3 separate regions of the Zea mays genome follow, and all the other regions are linked to region 3. A link is a contact called in public Hi-C data. All regions are on one chromosome and are shown on one strand. Each heading gives the region's core, a stretch centred on a gene start, on an enhancer-like site or on the middle of the called end of the contact. The rest is flanking DNA. Distances are from core to core; before and after follow the strand shown.

Evidence for each region. A called contact is a pair of places that touch in the nucleus more often than the background predicts.
Region 1: a Hi-C map of tassel shows a contact between it and region 3, with 3 times the contacts expected there. The contact joins the promoter of LOC100282355 here to the promoter of LOC541903 in region 3. A contact is called at or near these places in 3 of 25 Hi-C or Micro-C datasets (bundle sheath, ear and tassel).
Region 2: a Hi-C map of tassel shows a contact between it and region 3, with 4 times the contacts expected there. The contact joins the promoter of LOC103635288 here to the promoter of LOC541903 in region 3. A contact is called at or near these places in 4 of 25 Hi-C or Micro-C datasets (ear, endosperm, leaf and 1 more).

Annotation. Positions count from the first base shown.
Region 1 is chr8:63,727,375-63,730,074 of Zm-B73-REFERENCE-NAM-5.0, forward strand. It overlaps LOC100282355, which reads left to right and starts at 1,443. Exons shown (of 3, transcript NM_001371853.1): 1 at 1,443-1,568; 2 at 1,818-2,045; 3 at 2,145-2,654. The coding sequence starts at 1,566. The coding sequence ends at 2,531.
Region 2 is chr8:64,921,453-64,924,152 of Zm-B73-REFERENCE-NAM-5.0, forward strand. It overlaps LOC103635288 (programmed cell death protein 5), which reads right to left and starts at 1,407. Exons shown (of 7, transcript NM_001352153.1): 1 at 1,195-1,407. The coding sequence starts at 1,197. It overlaps LOC100191935 (VIP1 protein), which reads left to right and starts at 2,037. Exons shown (of 1, transcript NM_001137359.1): 1 at 2,037-2,700. The coding sequence starts at 2,067. The coding sequence ends at 2,675.
Region 3 is chr8:64,329,200-64,331,899 of Zm-B73-REFERENCE-NAM-5.0, forward strand. LOC541903 (farnesyl pyrophosphate synthase 1) reads right to left here and starts at 1,439. Exons shown (of 12, transcript NM_001111569.1): 1 at 1,183-1,439; 2 at 554-578; 3 at 353-468; 4 at 175-261; 5 at 1-52. The coding sequence starts at 1,317.

The DNA.
Region 1 (2,700 bases), core at 193-2,692, 600 kb before region 3:
GGCGGAGGGTTGGGGCCTCACGTTCACAGTCTGGCCTATTCGCTACGTATTTCCCATCGGCCAGCTCATAATTTAGTGCCACCCCATAATTAGCTTAAAGCTAGGAGACTGCTGGTCCTCAGTGACATATATAGAACCAATCTACAATTAGCAGATTTCTGATTTTTCATAATCCAGATTTGGGGGACTTGCTTCTTTACCGTTTTTCTTTTTAATAATTGGCAGCCAATGCGACTATGCAAGAAACAAAGTGAAAGTGCAGGATGCTCTGCACAACAGGCAGCAGTACACCTCATCTGAGAACTACAGATTAGCTGCTGATGATACCGATGTATTCCAGCAAAGCACAGATCAGCAGGGTTCTATTCTAGGCTGCAGCAGTACAGTCTGGCTCGATGAAACAAACCACTGCATGCACATCGATATACCCGACGGCCCAAGGGGATATGGCTGACAGTTTTGCTTATTTGGAAAAGTCCAGTCTGCTCAACGATGAAAGGGCACAGACAGCACGGTGTCACAAAGACGGTTAGATAGAGACGGCACGGTCGCTTTGCAGTCACACACACACATACAGGTATTTACTTGAAGCCACAGGCACCATAATTACCGCAAGTGCACCTGAAGCTTCAGAAAACGACAGCCACCTATCATCTGCCAATTCGTTGGCTTTGGCTGTGTGTATTATTGGCTTCTTCTGGACTTTGCGCACGCTGTCAGCTAAGATTCTCCTTAGCTGTGTGTTGTTCAGTGGCAACCGAAACCAACTGGACCTGGCTCCCTCCCGGTGATGATTGTTGGACACATCACACATATGTCCCTGTGGGCTGTGTGGTGGACATTTCAGTGTTTCGTGCATGCAAGTTTGGCTGGCTGGATGTGCTTAAAAAGAAAGAACGACGGGCAGGATGAGTTGTTCGCTCTCGCCAATGATGCTATCAGCTCAATGGCGTATTGTTCTCCAGTTCCATGATCGTCCACCAGACCTTTCATGCCCGTCCCTTTACTGACAAAGCATAGCTAGCTTGACTGGGAGAGAAAAAATGTTCTTGAGTCACCATCGTTTTCTGTTTTTCGAGTCACCATCTGATGTAAGTAAAGGTACCAAGACCTTGTGAGCTTGGAGTCTAAGGGAGCACTGCGACCGTTGTTAGATCTTCCATTTTTCTTGAAGGTAAGGTAACTTCAACTCATAGACAGTTTACTCAATCTAATTACATAGAAAAAAAATTCCAGGGACATTGCTGCTAAAACCGAACCGAGGATTATCCACAGTTTCAAAGATTATCCTACGAAACTTCCAGATCAAGAACAGAGCGCTCTTTGTGCAATATGCTTATCGTTCCAGAAAAGCAGTGTACTCATCCCCTAGCCCCCCTCCTTAGGGCATCTAATTCTTTTGTCCCCAGCTATCCGTCCCATCCTGCTGCACCTTTTGTTTTGCTGGGCAATTTCTTCAGTACCTCTTGTCTATCTATTAAGCACCCTTGCTCTTCAAGGAACTTTGGCTGCAAAACCTAACCACTTGTGCATTCTCTCAAGACCCCCCTGGAAGGGAAGGAAACATGGTGCACACATGGACTTCACTAGTGTTCTGTTCGTTTGCTTTTTGTTCCTGCGCGCCGTTAGGAATTTCGCGTCTTTCTCGCATGCCTCTCTGTTCAGACATAAACTGCTGAAACTTTTTTTCTTTCGTTCTTTCATTGGTTTGAAAAGAGAGGAACTAACTAGGGCGTGTGGTTGAAAGCATACAGGATTTCCGAAATGGGGAATGTCTGAATTTAAAAAAAAACTGCATGTCTTTTTTTTTGGGGCAGCAGCAATCGCAGAGGAAGATGGTGGTGTCGAAGAAGAAGCTGATCAAGGTCGGCCCATGGGGCGGCGCCGGGGGACACCCGTGGGACGACGGCGGCTACTCCGGGATCCGCAGCATCACCATGTCCTACGACCGGTTCATGGAGTCCATCAGCGTGGAGTACGACAGGGACGGCATGCCCGTCACTGGGGAGCGGCACGGAGGAGCCGCCGCCAGCCACACGACCCAGGCACGTCCGCCGCCAAACCAATCACCCCCGTCAGTCACGATCAGTGACACGGCTCCTTCCGCTGGGTGGTTTCTGAACCGTGCGCGCGTACGTACACAGATCAAGCTGGGCTACCCGGACGAGTACCTGACAACGGTGAGCGGGCACTACGCGCCGATCGCGCCCGGCGGCTCGCCGGTCATCCGCTCGCTGGCGTTCCGGACCAACCAGGGGGCGTACGGGCCGTTCGGCGTGGCGGAGGGCACGCCCTTCGAGTTCCCGGTGGACGGCGGCGTCATCGTCGGCTTCTGCGGGAGGAGCGGGTGGCAGCTCGACGCCGTCGGCCTCTACGTCGCGCCGCTGCGCCCGGAGACCGTGTACGACAGGGTGCACAAGCTTGGCCTCACGGCTTACCGCGCAGTTTGGCAGCGGATCGGGTCCCAGCAGCAGCAGCAAGAACCGGTGAAACTGCTGAACGGCAACGCGCAGATTACTCACAAGATGTAACCAACTGCCAGGATGCCAACCATGACTATCTATATTCTGCAGTCCGAATGTATCCAGCTAGCGTATGGATCTAATGTACCTGTACCTCATCCTGATTTGAACACTTCAGCGTATGAATCTAAACATGCAGCAAACAGTCCTGCGACGGGACTTGGCTGCTGGCCACGTC
Region 2 (2,700 bases), core at 157-2,656, 590 kb after region 3:
GTGGTTTAGGATTTTCTCCATGGTTAATCTGCGGCATTTCTCCGCCACAAGGGCTGATTTGGTTTTCCAAGATTGGTGGGCTAATTTGGAGGGCAAGGTCCCTCATGTGCTGTGCAAAGGGATTAACTCCCTTGTGATGTTGGTGGCATGGTGGCTTTGGAAGCAGCGGAATAAATGTGTGTTTGAAGGGGATGCTCCTAGTGGCAACCAAATTATACAGAACATCAAAGATGATGCTCAGAGGTTGTGTCTGGCAGGTGCCAAAGATTTGTGCACCATCTGGCCTTAGTTTAGGGGCAGTTGTTGACGTCTTTTGGCTGTCTTCTATAAAATGTTTATGTGTATTTTTGTTTCTGGCCACCGTAAGGTGGGTTTTCCTTTTTCTTTTGCTTTTTACACTATACTCTGGTCTTCTTTAGACCATTGTTGTTTCTTCTATCTTCTTAATATATTTAATGCGAAGTTCTACTGCTCGTTTTAGAAAAAAAAAGATATAAAGGCACACAAAACACGACAGAAGAGATGGAAGGAATCCTCCAACCCTAACAGAATGATACTGCCTCTGTTCCAAATTATAAGATGTTTTGGTATTTTCTAATCGATAGCTTTTGCTATACACTATGTCTAGATGCATAGTAAAAAGAGTGTATCTAAAAAAAGTCAAAACATCTTATAATTTGGAACGAAGAGAGTACCAGATATGAACATGGCACACACAACACGACAAGGTATGAAAGGAACACGAGCCTCAAAATTACTCTCAGGAAGCTTGCATGAGCAGCTTCAAATAACAACACTCCAGCTCATCTCTAAAGCTCGCAAAACCACTAAATTTTCCCCGTTATTCAGTAATTTTCATCGTTTGGACTTTGAACCAGAACAATGACAAAGGTATTCAAAACATCAACTGCTCAGTCTAGAGTGCTAAACTAGATTGGGCGCAGGTCTCCTTGTGCTTTCTCAGACAACTAAACCAGTAGGGAATGAATCCGAGCGAGGCATTAAGCATAAGAACAGGGATCAGGATGAGTAAGTAATCAAACAACTCATCACAAAGGGGAATCGCAGACCGCAGCCCATCAGATACGTGATCTTCCCACTAAAACAGAACTTAAACCCTAAGATTCAAACACAGACAGAAGGCCACAGATCCTCGCAACCAAGAATAAATGGAAATCACAGCGCCAATCTCACCATCTTGCGCGCGCGCAGCCGAGAGATCGCAAGGCTCTGAGCTCCGAACCTCACTTGAGCGGGGACGGCGTCCACGGTGTGCTCTGGCAGAAAACAGCGAATCGAGCTTCTTCTTTTCCGCGTGTGTGCAACGCCGAACCCCAACGTCTTATCTCAACCATCCGATCTGAAGTCCCTTCTCCACGCCGTCCGATCGGAACATCGACATCCCTTATTCCTTTGGTGAGAGCCGTGATGCCAATGTGTACATACCTGTCGTCGGTTAGTTATCCATATACGCACGGAGTATAAAATCTACCTATACTCATATACTCATACTTGTATGGGTAATTTTATCCGTCGGATAACCTAGTACCCGCTAAGAAGATATCAAATTATAATATTTTGATTATTCAAAATATCAAATAAATATAAAAAATAAGTTTATCTTAAAATATAACAAACCATATAATTATATAACTTGATAGTAAATAAACAATAGTCAAAGAAGGTTTTTATTTTAACTAAGATAGATTTTATTAGATAATAATAATAATAATAATATACATATATATTCTATACATGGTATGCGAGTATGGATAGTATCCACCTGTATCCGTTACCTAATGGGTAGAGATTGTTGTCTACTAATGTACCTGTGGTATAAAAGTTATCTTATAGCCGCTTATATATCGGGTAAAACACGTTCCGGTTTTGGTACCCATTACCATCTGATATTGCAGCATCTCGCTGGCCTACAGGTGGGCCCAAAGGTACCTCTCTCTCCACAGTCCACACCTTCTCTATCTTTTTTTCTATTCCCATTTCCATTCTCGCACCGCATCCACCGCGCCGCCGCGAGAGAGGGTGAGTACTGAGGAGGAGGGTTTCCGATGGAGAACGGCGAGGATACGTTCGCCTCCCCCACCGCCGCCGCCGCGGACTTCTCCACCAACGGCGGGGACGGCACGCCCAAGCTCCACGACGCGGCGGACGAGATCGAGTCCCTCCGCGCGGCGAAGCGCGACCTGGAGGAGAAGCTCGATGCCGTGCGCCACGAGAACCAGTTCCTGTCCTCCGAGTCCCGCCGCCTTGAGGTTCTCGTGTCCCAGGCCCGCGAGGAGGTCGCCGCCGCCGAGCAAGGTGCTGCCACCAACGAGAGCGAGGCCGCCACGCTCCGCAGCGAGGTCGAGCGCCTCCAGGATCTCCTCGCCGCGGAGAAGGCTAGCCATGAGGAGGAGATGCGCAGGGGTGCACGGCTCGGGGACCAGCTGCAGACCGCGTACCAGGAGAAGGCCGCCCTCGAGGAGGAGATCGAGACCCTGAAGGGTTCCGCCACTGCCGAGGGCAAGGGCGTGGAAGAGGGATGTGATTCTATTGCTGCCAGGGCCGGGACGCCTAAGGATCAGGGCGTGGTGCCTCCCGCACTGGTGGCTGCCGCGGCTGCTGGAGCAGCTGCCACGGCTGGCATCGCAGTGGTCTTGTTCAACCTCAAGAGGTAATCTGGTGGTCCGTTGCGCGGAAGTT
Region 3 (2,700 bases), core at 189-2,688:
GTGAGATATGGTTGCGAAGGATGATCCCGTCATTCGCAGCAATTAAGCCAACCTATTTCAAACGAAATCCACCCTTAGCTATCACTTGAAAAAGAGAATTCGAAATTTCTCTGCACCGAAGTAACTACACAGGGGAAAAAACAGAGAAATGCTTTGGTATTCAGTAAGACTAACCTGAGGCACCCTGAACCAGCAAGGCTGGCCGCGACGAGTGTGAGAGTCATCCATGATATCATCAAGCACAAGAAAGAAAGCCTGAAGCTGAAATACGACGAGCGAACTTAGATGAGCCACTCTCAGTTCCTTGACTGGCATTTTTCCTGGCAACAGTGGGGGACAAAAAAAAAAATACCCATTCAATGCACCAGCCGAGGGTGCAAGCAAGGAACGTTTCCTCCTCGCCCAGAGCATCAGCGCCCTTGAGCAGCTTGTAGCTGTCGACCACAGAGAGCCCACGGTTACACTTGCCTGTCATTGGACAGCAGTTATGCATCAGAAGTGTTTTTCTTCGTATAATGTAAAAGTAAGTAGTAATTCGGAATCATCTCCTCACCTCCGAGTACATTGTAGTCAACCATCTGTTTGAAGGGAGGGAGATAGAGAAATTTCATATATCAGCATTGCACGTGAAAAGCACTAGCTGACAGAAGAAAGAGTAAAGAGCCTGCTAAAACTCACAAGATCCACTTAATTAAGTGCCTATATTGTCATTAAATCACCTGTACCGTGGTTTGGGTTTAACTGCAGAGCCTACATAATCATAAGCTCTGCTCTGTTTTGGCAGCAGTTGGATTTCCGAAAGCAGAGCCCGTCAACCCAAGTACCCAACCCAAGTGGAAGTTCCAGTTCCACTCAGTGCCCACGTAAACGTACTAGTACAGCAGTAACAAGCTGCTCCCATGGGACATTAATTCACCCATGATCCAGCGCTTTCTTCATTTATTCTATATGCCCACGCGCACGCGGTAAGCAAAAGTAATTTCTGTTCAACGAGAACCCGGCGCCGGACAAACATGAGAGAGGCTAGCCCACCGATCCGGGCTGGGCCACGGTGACGGACGGCACAGGGAGCCCCCGCACCGCACGGCGCACGCCACAAGGATCAAGCCAGGAAACAGGAACAGAAAAAGGAAGGAAGGACGGCACAGCGACAGCGAGAGAGAGAGAGAGAGGGATCGTTACGCGGTCGATCCACTGGCGTGACTCCTCGGTGAACTCGAAGGCCGGGTCGGTGAGCAGCTCCTCCTTGAGCGTCTTGTAGATCCGCGCGAAGGCCGCCCTGGTGTCCCCGCCGGCGCCATTCCCGCCCGCCGCCATTGCCTCCTCGCCCTGCGGCGACGCGGACGGGGCCGAGAGCGGTCGAGGGAGTGTGAGTGTGTGACTGGCTGTCGCCGCACTCGCGCTGCGCAGTGGCGGGGAAGGAAGGAAGGAGGGAGGGAGACAGCAGGGTGGGGGAACCAAGGCAACGTGGGACGCGGCCTTTTCTAGGGACGGCCGGACGGGACGGCCACGGCAACGGGCAAAGCTGGAGCGGGTTGGCAGCGGCTCGCACGGGCACGGCACGAAGCTGACGAGACGGAGGGAGACGGGACAGCGCACGAAACAGAGCCGCCGTTTGGATCCAGATCTGGTGGTGCTGCTGCGACCTGGGGCCCACTTCAGGTTATCCGTTTGTTTATAGTTTCCGGCACGCGGGTGGGTTTGGTGGGCTGATTCGCTGCTATAGCCTATTAGAGCAACTCCAGTAGTTCTCTAAAAAATAGCTTGCTAAAATCATGTTTAGCAAGTTGCTAAATAGCTATTGGAAGTAAAAAATAACTTAGTCTCCAATAGTTGCTCATATTTAGGAAGTAGTTCGATTTTGAATCTAGCTTTAGCGGCCCTACCTCTATGAGATCTGCCTGATAATAAGGTTGAGAGCAGATGATGTGAGAGCGGAAGAAAAAAGGCCGGTCGATATGAACTATGGATGAGTGGTGGTCCGGTGGCTCAACCTATGAGGAAGTTGGGTTCGACGGTGAAGGAGAAACTTGCGTCATACGTGTTTGACCTAGCTACCTCATTATGCTAGAAAATGAAAAAAGAGCGTGCTATACCTGGCTATCTCACTGTGTGGGAAAGGGAAAAATAATCACGTTAGTGTGAAGAAATTGACGTCAACTGTATTTAGGGAGTTCCTACCGAGTTGCTAAATGTGGAGAGTAAATAGAGTTGAATAGCAACTAAGTAAATTTAGCAAGTCTATTTAGAGAACCATTGGAGAAGCATTTTTCTGTTTACTTCTTAAATTTAAGATTTAGAGAGTTGTTTAGAGAACTATTGGAGTTGCTCTTACTAGTCTATAGCGCCGCTTCTCCAGTCTGAATGGCAATTGGCAATAAGCTGGAGCGCTGGATCGTCACGTGATTAGGTATCAAAGGATCGGATTGATGCGGTTGTGATGGAGCTTTACTTGCTCTGTCATGTGGTGGCATCGTTGGTACAAAAGACAAGTGCTATTTTTTACTTGCCATCCTTGATGGATGCATGACGAAAACTAAACGCATGCAACCGTGTTTATCCCATTACTCGGCGCAATAAATCCAACAAATATTATGTTAATAGTACTAACCTGGGTGTACCGTGTTTACGTAGCCGTGGCTCAACACGTAAAACAGAAAGTCATGAGCAAGAGAATCAATGAAATTATAGTTTGCTATT